Linked DNA regions of Columba livia: region 1 is linked to region 2. Evidence: chromatin contacts called from public Hi-C data. All regions are on one chromosome and are shown on one strand. Each heading gives the region's core, a stretch centred on a gene start, on an enhancer-like site or on the middle of the called end of the contact. The rest is flanking DNA. Distances are from core to core; before and after follow the strand shown. Region 1 holds the start of LOC110364879 (WW domain-binding protein 11-like). Region 2 overlaps PDE5A (phosphodiesterase 5A).

The links. Hi-C and Micro-C count contacts between places; a contact is called where the count stands out from the background.
Region 1: a Hi-C map of crop shows a contact between it and region 2, with 1.9 times the contacts expected there. The contact joins the promoter of LOC110364879 here to the enhancer-like site in region 2. A contact is called at or near these places in 2 of 2 Hi-C or Micro-C datasets (crop and liver).

Annotation. Positions count from the first base shown.
Region 1 is chr4:67,362,387-67,368,993 of bColLiv1.pat.W.v2, forward strand. LOC110364879 (WW domain-binding protein 11-like) reads right to left here and starts at 1,259. Exons shown (of 4, transcript XM_065062766.1): 1 at 1,151-1,259. PDE5A (phosphodiesterase 5A) reads left to right here. Exons shown (of 22, transcript XM_021298671.2): 22 at 2,903-6,607. The coding sequence ends at 3,040.
Region 2 is chr4:67,308,411-67,314,990 of bColLiv1.pat.W.v2, forward strand. All of the region lies in intron 2 of PDE5A (phosphodiesterase 5A), which reads left to right. The region is part of intron 3 of LOC110364879 (WW domain-binding protein 11-like); the gene reads right to left. Among named protein-coding and RNA genes, the nearest start is that of FABP2, 65 kb to the right of the region's middle. Within about 2 kb of position 4,106, at least 1 of the 3 cell types and tissues checked has an H3K27ac peak away from gene starts, as active enhancers do.

The DNA of each region.
Region 1 (6,607 bases), core at 9-2,508, 51 kb after region 2:
AATCCACATCCACCAGTTGGAAGGAAACAAGGGTAGAGGACAAAGAGGGAGCAACTAGCTGCTGCTGAAACTCACGTGCTTTTGTGCTCTAGAAACTGTTTGACAAGAAAATAAGGCAGCCTTTGCTGAGAAGACAGAATACTGTTTCTAGTAGGAGGCAGGCCATTGAAAGAAGACCCAGTATCTGTGGAAAGGTACAGACTATACAGATAATTCTTTGAACAGAAAACTTGACTAGGTTTGAATGCCCACAGCTCCATAGTCTGAATTCCTATACTCTTTATTCATTTATGAAAAGACCAGAACATTTTCAATTATTTAATCTAAAATATGCACTGCAGCTTATGCCAACGGTTACCAAATGTAAACTGTACCCAGCTCCTGTACAATTTGTCCAAGGAAACGAGGTGCATGAGTCAGTTCTAGCTGCCATGCCTCTGCTTTGTAACTGCAGCTTTGTTAAACCACAGTGAATACAAAGCCATTCCTGGTCAGCAGCCAAAAGCACCTACAAACGTTTGGCATCTTCTTCCTTCTCTTTAATTGGGGAAGAAAGAAGGAGAGGCTATGTTCACAGGAGGGGCTCTACGCAGCATATTTTCATTCAAAACATGTTGCCTCTTACAGCTTCCAGTGTATCACTCTCGTCATCCTGTCTCACAGTCTGACCTGAACTGGAACAGCTGGTTGAGTGTCTGTGACTTTATGTAGTCTCAGAGTGTGCCAGCGTGTGTACTAACCTGAGACAAGTGACAGTGACCAGTGCAGGGGCAGAGAGCACAAAAGAGAATGGGGCGCCTATGAGGAAGTGACAAAACCCAGAGCAGTACTGGGAAACATCCAAGGAAGGGGCTGTGGTTTGAGCTGATACAGTGTTTGTTTATTTTGACTGGAGTACAGGTATGGGATATTACCTGCTTAGACAGGTTTTTGTTTTCTTCACTGAGTGATAAATGGTAAAACATATTAACAACTTCAGTGTTGCTTTGAAAATGAACAAACACACAGTTCAGTCTCCAATGTTCTAATGCTATAAATGGACACAATAAACAGGGTTGTAACAACAGCCTTTTCACTGTTTTCTTAGCTTTCATCCGGTCAGCAGGAGTTTGACACACAATGCAAACAGCACTGCAAGTATGTGACTTACCATGTTGTTCAGAGTAGTTCAGATGTCAATGAACTGAAGTTCTGTGGCTTGTTTTAAGCTGGGGAATCAGTGCAGTTAAACTGAATGATCTACAACTCTTCCATGAACAAAAACAAACAAACAAAAAAAAGAAGTGTGTTTCACTCTCCTCATAATTTAATTGAAAAAAAGTGTATCATTTAGTAGTTTAAAATGCTGTTAAGATATATTCAGATAAATGAAACAGGGAAACTCCAGAGGGATTTAACAGCTCCATTCTTCTTACAGTGGTGTAAATCAAGAATAATTTAAGTCTACTGGAACTAATGAAGCAGTCTATAAAGCGAAAAGGAACTATGAAGATACATATGCAAGCTGATAATTCAGTTGAGTCCCTATGTAAAGTTACAGGAGAATTAGAGATCGCTATGTCCCGTTATTTGAATGAGACCTAAATTCCATGTGAAATTCTGACTGATTGTATGTTTTATATAGTGATCAGCAGGATTCTTCTCTGTGTACTTTACAGTCAGTCATAGTAGTTATACAATCAAACACTCTTTCCCGTACTTGGCTGTCTCACACCATCTGAACTATTCAACTCCCACTTTACACTTCTGAATAGTATGACTTCATTCCAAAAGCCAACAGAACCCCTTATGCAAGGAAGGACTGAGTGTCATTATAGTGTGAAGATACATTTTCACCACTTCCATCAGGAAAGAAAAACATACAAAAATGCTTTTGAATTGTTCCTTCATTTAAATTTTCAATTCTATATTTAAATATCAGAATCCAGTTTTCCTTCATTCTGATGTAGTAACAGCCACATCATGAAAAATACTTGATTAACTTCAATCACAGTTATTCTTAAAATGCACTATTGTCAAATATAATTTATCTATCATGCTGTCTTGAAGTAGATATTTCTGGGAGAAGTCCTCTGAATCGGTTGACAAACCATCAGTGAATATGGTCACATTGACTATACCCGCTCTGTGTCTGATTACTATTCAAGGTCATCCTTATGACCAGCCTTGCCTTACATAGAAAGGGCTGGCTTGCAAACAAAGTCCATGCATACTACAGGGTGTTTCAAAAAGACGGACCCCATTCTGCTGAACTGCAGATTTAAAATTGGGTCCACCTTTTTGAAACACCCTGTACTTCACTAGAAATCCTGGACAGGTCACTTGTGCATGGTACAACAAACTTATGGTGTCTTCTGCACCTATGCATCAAGTGCTGTATAGACACTGCTGCTCAGTCTCATCTACACTAGTGCCAGGTAATTGTGTTCATGTTTGATGTGCAACAAGAAGCCTTCCTTAAAGTCCAAAATACAAGTTCAATTTCAAATATAGCTAGATAGACCTCATAATTCAATTCTAGTCTGTCTCATAGTCATCTTTTTGTTGTTAAATGTAATCTGTTTGCTGATCTCTTCTCTCTGGTATCCAGCGATAGGACACATGAGAGTGGTTCAAAGCTGCACCAAGTGAGGTTTAGACTGGGCATTAGGAAGCATTTATTTACCAAGAAGGTGGTCAAACACTGGAACAGGCTTCCTGGAGACATGGTTGATGCCTCAAGCCTGTCAGTGTTTAAGAGGCTTTTGGACAATGCCCTCAACAACATGCTTTGACTTTTGGTCAGCCTTGAAGCGGTCAGGCAGTTGGACTAGATAATCATTGTAGGTCCCTTGCAACTGAAATATTCCTACTCTCTTCTCTTCTACTCTACTCTATTTTACATATTCTTAATTTATTTCAGGCACTAACGCATGTGTCAGAGGCCTGCTACCCTTTACTGGATGGCTGTAGAAAAAATAGGCAGAAATGGCAATCCCTAGCTGAACAACAAGAGAAGAATCTCATTAACGGAGAAAGCAATCAAGCCAAACGGAACTGAGATGCTGATTTAACAACCACAAGCTTACATAGAAGACGTAGTAATAAGAGAGTACTGCATTTTGCCAAACACTGTATGAATTTGGCTGATGTTTTGCCACTGCTGTATTATTTTTCCACATTTCAAGATATAGCATGACCATGTATATGCCAAGGTTATATAAAGATAGTATGTTTATTTTATTACATCTAATTGAGATGGGAAAAGATCTGCAAGGGTAGTTTTTGCTACCCTATTCCACAAGAAGGTACGAGTGCAGTTGCTCGGCTGTCCCCAAGAGCCTATTACTTTATAGATGTATATAGTTTTTTAGGGATCATGTTGTGGCCAGTATCTTAAAGACTACTGCATTTCGCACCTTTTTTCCTCTTCCAATCTTGCTGTGCTATGTTATAAAAGTAACGAGCAGTCTTGCCTGTTCTCTTCCCAGAGGTTCAGAGGAAAGATTGGGACTAATTCTGGGAAGCCTAATCCAGCATATACTATGCTAACTTCTTTCAGCAGACAGAACTGGGCTTCAGAGTGACAAAGCCCCACAATCTGTGCACCCAGTAGTTTTTTTATTATTATTTTCTCTTTTTTAAAAAAATAATTGTCTTAGTAAATGTCTTATATTTGGAGAAAATTTTAAAAACCCTGTGAATTACTAGGCAATGGGGGTCTTAGGAGTTTTGTGGTAGAAGGGTCATAATTATCCATGGGTAATGGATGATTACAAAGCTCTTGAAGGCTGACGAAATGTCACAACATAACTGACAGGCTGTCGTGGAAGAATGGCTCCCATAGAAGGCTACAAGAAGCACACGGAAAAATGGAAACTAAACAGGATCATTTTTATATGGTGGTTTTAACCTCATTTGGAAGCTGAATTTGACATTATCGTAACCAACAGCCTGAATCACGGGCAGGAAGAATATAAGAGAATGTGACTGCAAGAGCAAGAGATGAAAATCTGAAGCAGAATAACACCAGGATGGGACACTTCTGGTGACTATCAAAGACCAATTCTTTAGGCCAGTGCTATTATGAAATGGCTATGACCACTTTGAAAAAGATTTCTGTTGACAGCTTTTAAAAATCATTTTTAGCATTAGTTAATGTTAATGATGATTAATCACAGTGTCTCCAATGAATATGAAAGAATAAGAATAAAGAAAAAAAAAATAAGGAATAAGAAAAAAAGAAAAAAAAATAGCCAAGAATGCTACAGGGATTTGCCATTTGTATATGAGGCATTAATGTTCAGAAAAGTAAGACATCATTTAATTTGCACTAAGAAAAAAATGGTATTGACATTTTATTTAAATGAAGATGACTAATAAAAATTAGTTTGAATTAGGAACCAATTCAAGAAAATATATGCATAAGACAAACACCAAAATAGTAATACAAAGAAAGTGCTATTCTTTGGGTGGATAGGATTAGGAGATTAATGTCAGCAATCTAAAACTGGTTAGCAGTATGTGTAACTTTGGCTGCACAGACACACAGAAATTGTTATTTTTTTAATCTGTAGTAATTATTTTTCAGTTAAAATCAGCAACAGTATTTGGCAAAAGTAATACATTTTGGATTATACTTTGAAGTATGGGAGTTTGTGTCTATCACAGTAACACAGAAAATTCTATTTGGAAACAGCAACGAATTTTTCTTCCCAGGAGATTATCAATCCCCCCCTGTAAGAGCTGGTCAGAAAGTGAAAACAACCTCTTTTTATCAGTCTCTGCATTTAAATAAACGATACAAGACAAAGCAAATGTTTCAAAATAGTCTCAAAAACATTCAAAATGTTTTGTAGTTATTTTTTTTTAATGTTGAATAAAGTATTCTGGTACTCTGCAGCATTTCTGTCAACCTAGATTATTTGTCATGGATTAAACCCTATCTCAAATTTCTCTAATGATTACCGATAATATATTATTGCAGCTGATTTTGAAAACGTTTTTATACAAATGTACTTCTCCTGAATTTTTTTCCAGATTTTACAAAAAGAATGGAATTCAACAATAATTACGAATTCCAGGGCTACTGTTATGCAGTGTTCCATATGTGTGTTTATATACGTACACAGTACAATATATGTGCGTAGTATGTCATAGCTATGCAGAAAAATGACAGCAACCTGTCCCCCCGGCAGACACCCCTACAAAAAAAGTTTTTAGGTACCTTCTGATAAATAGGAAACTTTGCTTCAAGATTTTCATAGTCCTTGTATATTATTTTCCTTGAATGCCTGAGATACTGAAATATACTCGTTATGCTAACTGATGAGATATGTATTTAAGCTAAATATGAATCAAGTATATGTATATAAAGGTGTATTCTTGCTAGTATGGTTGAGACTAGTAATTCACAGTGACAACATGGCAAATCAACTACGGTGATATTCCAGTGTAGTGACATATAATTTACATTAAGATCCCAGTATGCAGTATGCCTTTGCTATATTGTGTGTTCAGCAAAGCTTTACTACGACATAGAACTATTACAAAGCAGTTCTGGATTCACACCTTGACTTGAAAGAAATGGGTGTGACGTTGCATCTTTTCAAAGGTTCACTTAAAATGAACACAGTTATACAGTTATGTGCATGTATTTAATTACACATCTGTACACATCCCACAGAATCTCCTCCACTACAGAGATCAGCAGATATACAGTTCCTACTAAATAAACCATTTAAATGTCATAATACACCTGTATCTGTATATATTCCTACAAAATCAACCCCTTTAAACTACTGGTTTAAGAACCTTAAAAGCATAGATTGCTGTACTTCATGAAAATTTAGAGTTGATCAAATTGTTTATATAGTGTTTTACTCTGCCTGAATACAAAGTCAGAGTGTGCTGGGTTTGTGTCATTTGTGTCAACTGTTCGCAGAAATTGCTATTTTTGTTCATAATGTAAATAGGTGACAATATGAAAAAAAGCCAGGCTGTTTTCTGCCTGAAATTCATTGCCTTCAGAATTCAATATTTTCAAAGCCAGCTAATGGATTACAGCCATGCAGCTGCCATCAATTTCATAAAGAGTTCCGTATGTAATTATTTTCGTCAGGTCTGAAACATATTCTCCCCTAACTTATATTGTCATGATGAAATTGAGTTTATCACTTTTTCAGTCCATTAAAGCCATTGTGAAATTTGATATTTAAGTCTTCCTGTATAGAATTTGTCCCACTAATTTTTAATACTTGTCTCAATGAAGATATCTAAGTTAGTATCTAAGTTAGTATCTAAGTAAGTATTGTTCTCAGATACATTTTCTTTTAAAGTCACTCCACAGCACAGTTTAATGCTTAAAGTACACCTTTCTTTCCGTTTTATTCCCCTTCTGAAAAAATAACTTGTCATATGTGTTAACATACACCAAACTACTGATTAACCCTACCTTTTCTAATTAAATTAACAGTGAGGCTCTTACGCTTTTGCAACAAGTTAGTCACATGTCCCATCTTAGCTGTAGAATGTATAGGTTTTCTCTTATGTCACACAATAAAATAAAAGAAGGGGAAAAAAACTTAATGTTGATTTTGGAGACAGTATTGATTTTTAATCAGTAGAA
Region 2 (6,580 bases), core at 2,856-5,355:
CTCCTACAGTCATTGGATAGTTAATCTTGTTCCGTTTTGGATAGGTCAGTCTGATATTAGTATCTGTTTTCATGGGTTAAATAAATAATATATTTCCAGCAAGGAAATGTTTCTTTTTTTTTTTCACAATTAGTTTGTATTAACTATTGCTCATAGCATGTGTGGGACAACTGTTAGTGTCACTAGACTCACCAATCCATATTCTGGATTCTTCGGGAGAAGGGCTGCAGGTCATCTACTTCACAAATTTGTACCTGCTTTCCTCCTCTCCCCTAAAATATGTTGTAGAAGATAAGTACGTAGAAACGGCTTACACTTTGTATTTTGATCCTGCAATGCGTCGAGGTTGATAGCGTTGGCAGGCAGGCCACATTACTGCCTTCCTCAAGTCTTTGATGGCCAGGTGGACTGACATATTCTGAGATAAAAGCATGTTGATTGACTTCCACCTGTACAGTGCAAGGTTGCAATCCTACAAGCCTGTTATCCAGATGAATAGCTTTAAATTTATCCCTCCTTTCAGTACGTTAATAAACTGTGATCTCATGAGTAGGAAGCTACAGAATCAGTTATTTATTACTTTATTTTGTAGCAGGAAGACAAGTGGTATACAGAGATAACATGAATTGCTATTATCCATGAAGTGTTGTTACAGTATGAGCAAAGTGCATTACAACAGAGGGGAAGTGTTGTCACCACCACGCTCAGTGAAGAGATGCATTTGGTTCACTTCGTGATTCAGTTGCTGGTTCACAAACCTGGCTGGAGAGTTTGTTACTGCACACTTAGGGGTTCGAGAGTTCCTAAACACCTCACTCCTACTAAATTTAAGCTATTTATTTTATTCTTTTTTTCAGCTCTTCTTGTTATTTTTTCCCTTTCAAAATTTTAGAATTGCCCGTCATCTTTGTGCTTCCCAGAAAGCAGAAACATTCTGAAGTAAAACAGTTCTACTTTTAGATTGTGTCTTGTATTTACTCATACTGTCATTAAAGGCTCTTTGTAGATGCTACAAGTACAATTTTTCTAACTAGATGTTATAAAGGCATAACCTGCAGCCTTTTTTTTTTTTTTTGGCACAAAATTGTACCGCATTTATGGCTAAATCCATTACCTTTTTTGGCTTCCTGAAGTTTTATCTTTTTATGTTCCTTTAAAAAAAAGTCCATGCATTGTCACATTCAAATATCATACTTATTTTAACAGTCTGCAGAATACTTTTGTATTTCTGACTTCCTGTTTATCCCTACTACTAAAAATGTGGGAGTGATTCTCTCTTAGTGCTCTTTGTGATCAGAAGCAGCAGGCTGCCAAAACACCTACCAATTCTCCTCTCACTTAAAGGCAACTGCATTGTTCCAGGCATTTTTTGTCTCATTTCCTAGATGTATGACATGATAGATACAAATAATTAAGCCAAGTCTTGTAAGCCTTTTACTGGAAATAAGGTTATCTTGTTATAAATACATCTTGGCTTATTAGCATGCTTGGGAAATATTTACAAATGAATTAAGGTGGGGCTGTATTTGGAAAAATCAAAGTCTTTAACAGCATGGTGCTCCATAGTGCTTCACTGTGGATTCCAGAAGTAGCATTTACTGGGAAACTGTACTTTGCTGGAATTCAAAGACTGCATATTTTGAATGTAACAATTACATTTATTACTTTGGAAAAATTCAAGTAGAGTTGTGTTTGGTTTTGGTTTTTTGTCTTGTTGATGACCGGTAGACAATCAGTTTGTAATGTGCTTCCTGCAGCAGTAAATTACTTAGGGCATTTGCCTGCTAATCTTTGTGTCTAGAGGACTTGAAAAAAATGTCTTTCATTTTGAGGTGGCTATTTGATGTTTAATCTCATAAATATTATATGTTACATGCAATTATGCCATCGTTTTGTTTGGCAATATATGTGTTCTTAATTTGTTTTAAATGAAAGGAAATTAATTTTTGGAGCAAATCAATGAAAAATCAGATTTTCAAAGATAGAGCTATTGAAAATATTCTTCACTGAAATGTGATTTGGCCTTTGTTTTTTCCTATAAAAAGATACTACTGACATGCAAAAAAAATGAAAAAAACCACCCCTAAATATAGTCAGGTATGAACCACGTTAATCCCCAACATGACCTCAGTAAGTTGGCAGTGGGTTTGAAACTTCAATGATTGAAGGATCTCTTATAGTTTTCCAGTGGAGGCCCAGAATTCTATTCAAATTATCTGAATATGCTGAAAGGGCACTTGCTTTTGTAAGTTATCCTATGCAAGGCACAAGAGGACAGCAGACCACTGATTCTTCAGACCATGGCTTGAAAACCACAGGAAGTTAGTGCAGAGGTCAGCATATTTTCTCCTACTTACTTGGTTGTATTAGATGTTTATAGAGTTTTTCTGAGAACCAAGTAATGAAAAAAAAAGATTTCTGTGAAATCTTGCAAAGTTTTCTTGACAGTCTAATGATCTCAGTATTAATAATGTCATCATTTCCTTATGCCTTTGTGATGATTGCAAAGAATCAAGACCATCCCAAAATATTTTAAACTCTTGATTCAAAAAGCATTCAGGAAGGTGAGGAATGTTACCCACATAATAAAGCTAGGTGTGTGTCTGAGTGTGTTGGAAACAAGGTCTAAAACATCTGTTACTCTAGACTGAAGAAACTGTCATTTAGAAATTATAAGAAGCCACTTACTAGCGACTTAAATCTTTAATTCTCAAAAAGCCATAACCTGAACCCCGACAAAGAATCTTTGGCGTGAAGATAAACTCTTATAATAGTCAGCAGATAGTACTGAGCAGCTACAAGACGGTGCTTTTGCTAGGTACCATTTGCCCTAGGTAATGCAGAAACAAACAGGCATGCACCACACGTTAATTAAAATACAGCTGGTAAACCTTAGAGGACAGGTAGAAAGTAAGATGGGGTGAACTCCTTTAACAGTTAACATCTCTTTTTGCCTTCTTTTGTTTCAGGGTAACTTTATTACCATATTACAGTACTTCTGATAATGCTAATAGGCATTTGAATTCTCATTTCCATTTTTATTGCTGTTCCTATGAGAGTTTAGAGAACAAGGTCTAAGTTTCTGGCAACTGGGCAGAAAGTGGAGTGGAGGCATACATTGCCAGATAATCAGAAAAAACAAAAGAAAGTTCAGCTTGTGGGCTGAGATAAAGACAGTTTAATAGGATAGCGAAGGAAGATAAAATAACAATGAGAAAATACAAAACAAGTGATGCACAAAGCAGTTACTCACTTCACACTGACCAATGCCAATGCTGCTCCTCCAGCAGCAATCGCCTCCCTGGCCAGATTCCCCCAGGTTTATATACTGAGCATGACATCATATGGCACGAAATGTCCCTTTGGCCAGTTTGGGTCACCTGTCCTGACTGTGTCCCCTCCCAGTTTCTTGTCCACCCCCAGCCTACTCGCTGTCAGGCCAGTATGAGAAGTTGAAAAGTCCTTGATATGGGGTAAACATTGCTTAGCAACAACTAAAACATCAGTGTGTTATCAACACCATTCTCATCCTAAATCCAAAATACAGCTACTAGGAAGAAAATTAACTATCCCAGCCAAAATCAGGACACTGCACAAGGATAAAATTAATGGTATATCACCCATGATGTCTTCAGATCAAAGAAAGTACATCATAGTGTATGTTCATGCTTATTTGATTGCTAATCTGAATTGTGTGGGAATATATGATCCAGATCAAGAATTACAAACAAAGCTATTTTAGAAAATACATTCTTCACTTGAACTAATATGCTACCACCTATTTTAATTTTCACCATTGAATAGGAAGCATTTTGCTTTTGTCATGAATAAATATAATTAATAAAACCACAGAGTACAAGCCTGTCCCTTACTGGCAAAGAAACATACATAAATTTACATGGAATGCTTTCTCATCTATGATTTGAAGAAAGAAAGAAAGAAAAAAAGGCATTAAATACAAAAGGAGCTATTTATGAAGTGCCAGAGGAGAAGCTCTACTCAAATAGCCCTTGTGACTAACGCAATGGTTGTAATTTCACATTAGGGCTGGCACTGAAATTATAGCCACAAAATATATTTGCTTAGTAAAAGATATATATTTTCCCATTTATTTGTGCATTGTGGTGAACTCAGCCCAGCACAGAGAGCCATCCCAAAGCCTCTGCACCACTTAAGTCCTACTTAACCCCTATTTTAGGAATTTAAGTGGAACTGAAGTGGTGCCTAAGACTTACATGAGGCATCCAGGCAGGTGAGAACTCAACTTTTGAGCTACCTTGCCAAAGTCACTGACATTGTTCTGTGGCTTTCCATGATAAAATCACTGGGTACATCATGGGTGTTTGTTTTTGGCTTGGAACAAGAAGTAAACACGTGGAGAAAAAATAAAGATCATTTAGAATTTGACCTTCAGTCATTGTGGATTTATTCTGTCTTTCTTTATATTCTGAATAGAATGTCCCTTCTAGGGAGGAAAGCTTTCTTGTGAAAAGTTAAGTTTGCAGTATGGTTGTTAAAGAAAACGTGAAAATAGCCAAGAATATCCTGTTACTATTAGTCCTCACAAATAATAAAGCAAACTCTGCCTCCTATTTTAAAAATAATATGAACATCAGACAAGAATGACATTATTTCATAGCTCTAAAAGGTTTTTATTTTACTCTTTCATAAGCATGGTTTGAATCAAGAATTAGAGTTCTTAATTTAGATCTGTATTCAAACAGAAGTCAGTGGGACCACTTGAATGTTTCAAGTTAAATGTACGCTTATGTATTTGACTGAGTTGTGCCAAAAATTGACACCAACTTCAAGTCATACTTCATCTTCAAAAACTGTTTGCCTACCACTGTTGGAAACAGCATCTCTAGTAACTATAATTGGAAAGGGTTTAAGGAAAAACTATTGTCTTCGTTAATCTACTTTTTTAGTTGGTTTGAAAACACTTCTTTTACAGCCAGTTTACTGTTTCTATCTAATGGGGCTTTATAAAGTTTATATAAGCCTTTCCATGGCCAGAAAGGAGACAAAAACACTTAAAACACAATTGTGAAATAGGAAGTACTGGAAAGAAAATGGGAAGGCAAGTTTAATATCCAAGTGACTTTGACTTTCAAACTCCTTTGTTAAAACTGAATAGTTTTCAAGTTGTTGCTAAAGCTGTAAATTATTTCCACGTCTAAATTCTGTCAAGATCTGGTAAAGAAATTTGAAGACATCTAGTGGTGATTTTAGGGAAAGCAATTGAGAAAACAGGTATGAGACTTGGCTTGAAATATTGTTGATTTCAACACTAGCAGCATTAGACCACAGGAATTCAGATACTCGAAAGCTGGCATTCCTTAGCAGGCAAGTTTGAATTGAAACCCTGCCCTGAAGTGTGTTATCGGTAACTGTTGGTTTGAATGAAAAAGTAGCAAAACATTCCACACAAGTACTGAAACATTGCATACTGTATATAAGAAGGATTTATGAGCAACACAGAAAATGCATGGGGAATTATTTGTCGTTTCACTGAAAGCCACTCATCACTCTGTACTTCTATGGTACAGTCATTATTATGCATTCTTTGTGCAAGATAAGATACACTATACTATCATAGTTGCATTTCAGTAATACTTTTATACTCTGGTTTTGCACATTTTGTCCAAACATACCAAGTACTTGCTGAATGGTCACACTGTCATGGTCTTACATATACAGCATGGTAACACATGCGAGCAAGGCCATTATAATCTCGCTGTTACTCTTTCAACATTGTCATCGTTTTGGTATTTTTTTAGAAGTGTGCTCTGTATTTTGAAGATAATCACAATGAAGCAAAGATGGGTGCAATACATTATTTAATATTCCCAGTGTATGAGTAGAATAGTATTTAGTGTCAGGTCAGCACGTTTTGACAGAAATGGCTCAGGAAATAAAGCGAGGTTCTATTCAGGTCTCAGACCTGAGATTGCCTTCAGGTTTAACTGTGACGTTCTGCATGGCCTGGCGCAAGCTATGTCTCTTGTGCCTCAGTTTTCTCACCCAGTGATTTTCTGGTTTTGTTGCCTATTCATATTGAAAACTTCTTGCTTTAGGGACAGGTCTACTTTCTGTACAATATTTAACAAATCAGGGCCAAAAAGTCTTAATGCCTCTGAAGTTTCTGAGCTCTCATGTAATGCAGATTAATGTGTAGTTGTATACAAGTGATTATAGAGGGAAGGATCACATAATCTTTTTTTCAAATATTTTACCTGCCATTGTATTTTCATTCCCTTCTCACCCCTATCTCTTCAAAGTTCCTCTCAAATTTTATCATCTACTGATGAGATCACTAGCCAAATTCAGCAGGCATGACTGTCAAGCTCCTCTGAAATAGTGTTTTATAGAAGAAAGACTGGATTGGGCTGATACAAGTGACTGAAAATGGTTATTTCATATTCAGCTATTCCCATTTATGATCTCTGGGATAAATTATAGCTTTCCCATAGTGCAGTGAAGGATGCACGCAGCACATAAGGAATGTATGCTGATGCCTGTAACTCCTCAACAAGGATTGTTATGCTGGGATTGGTTTTACCTATCTGTGTAGATCACT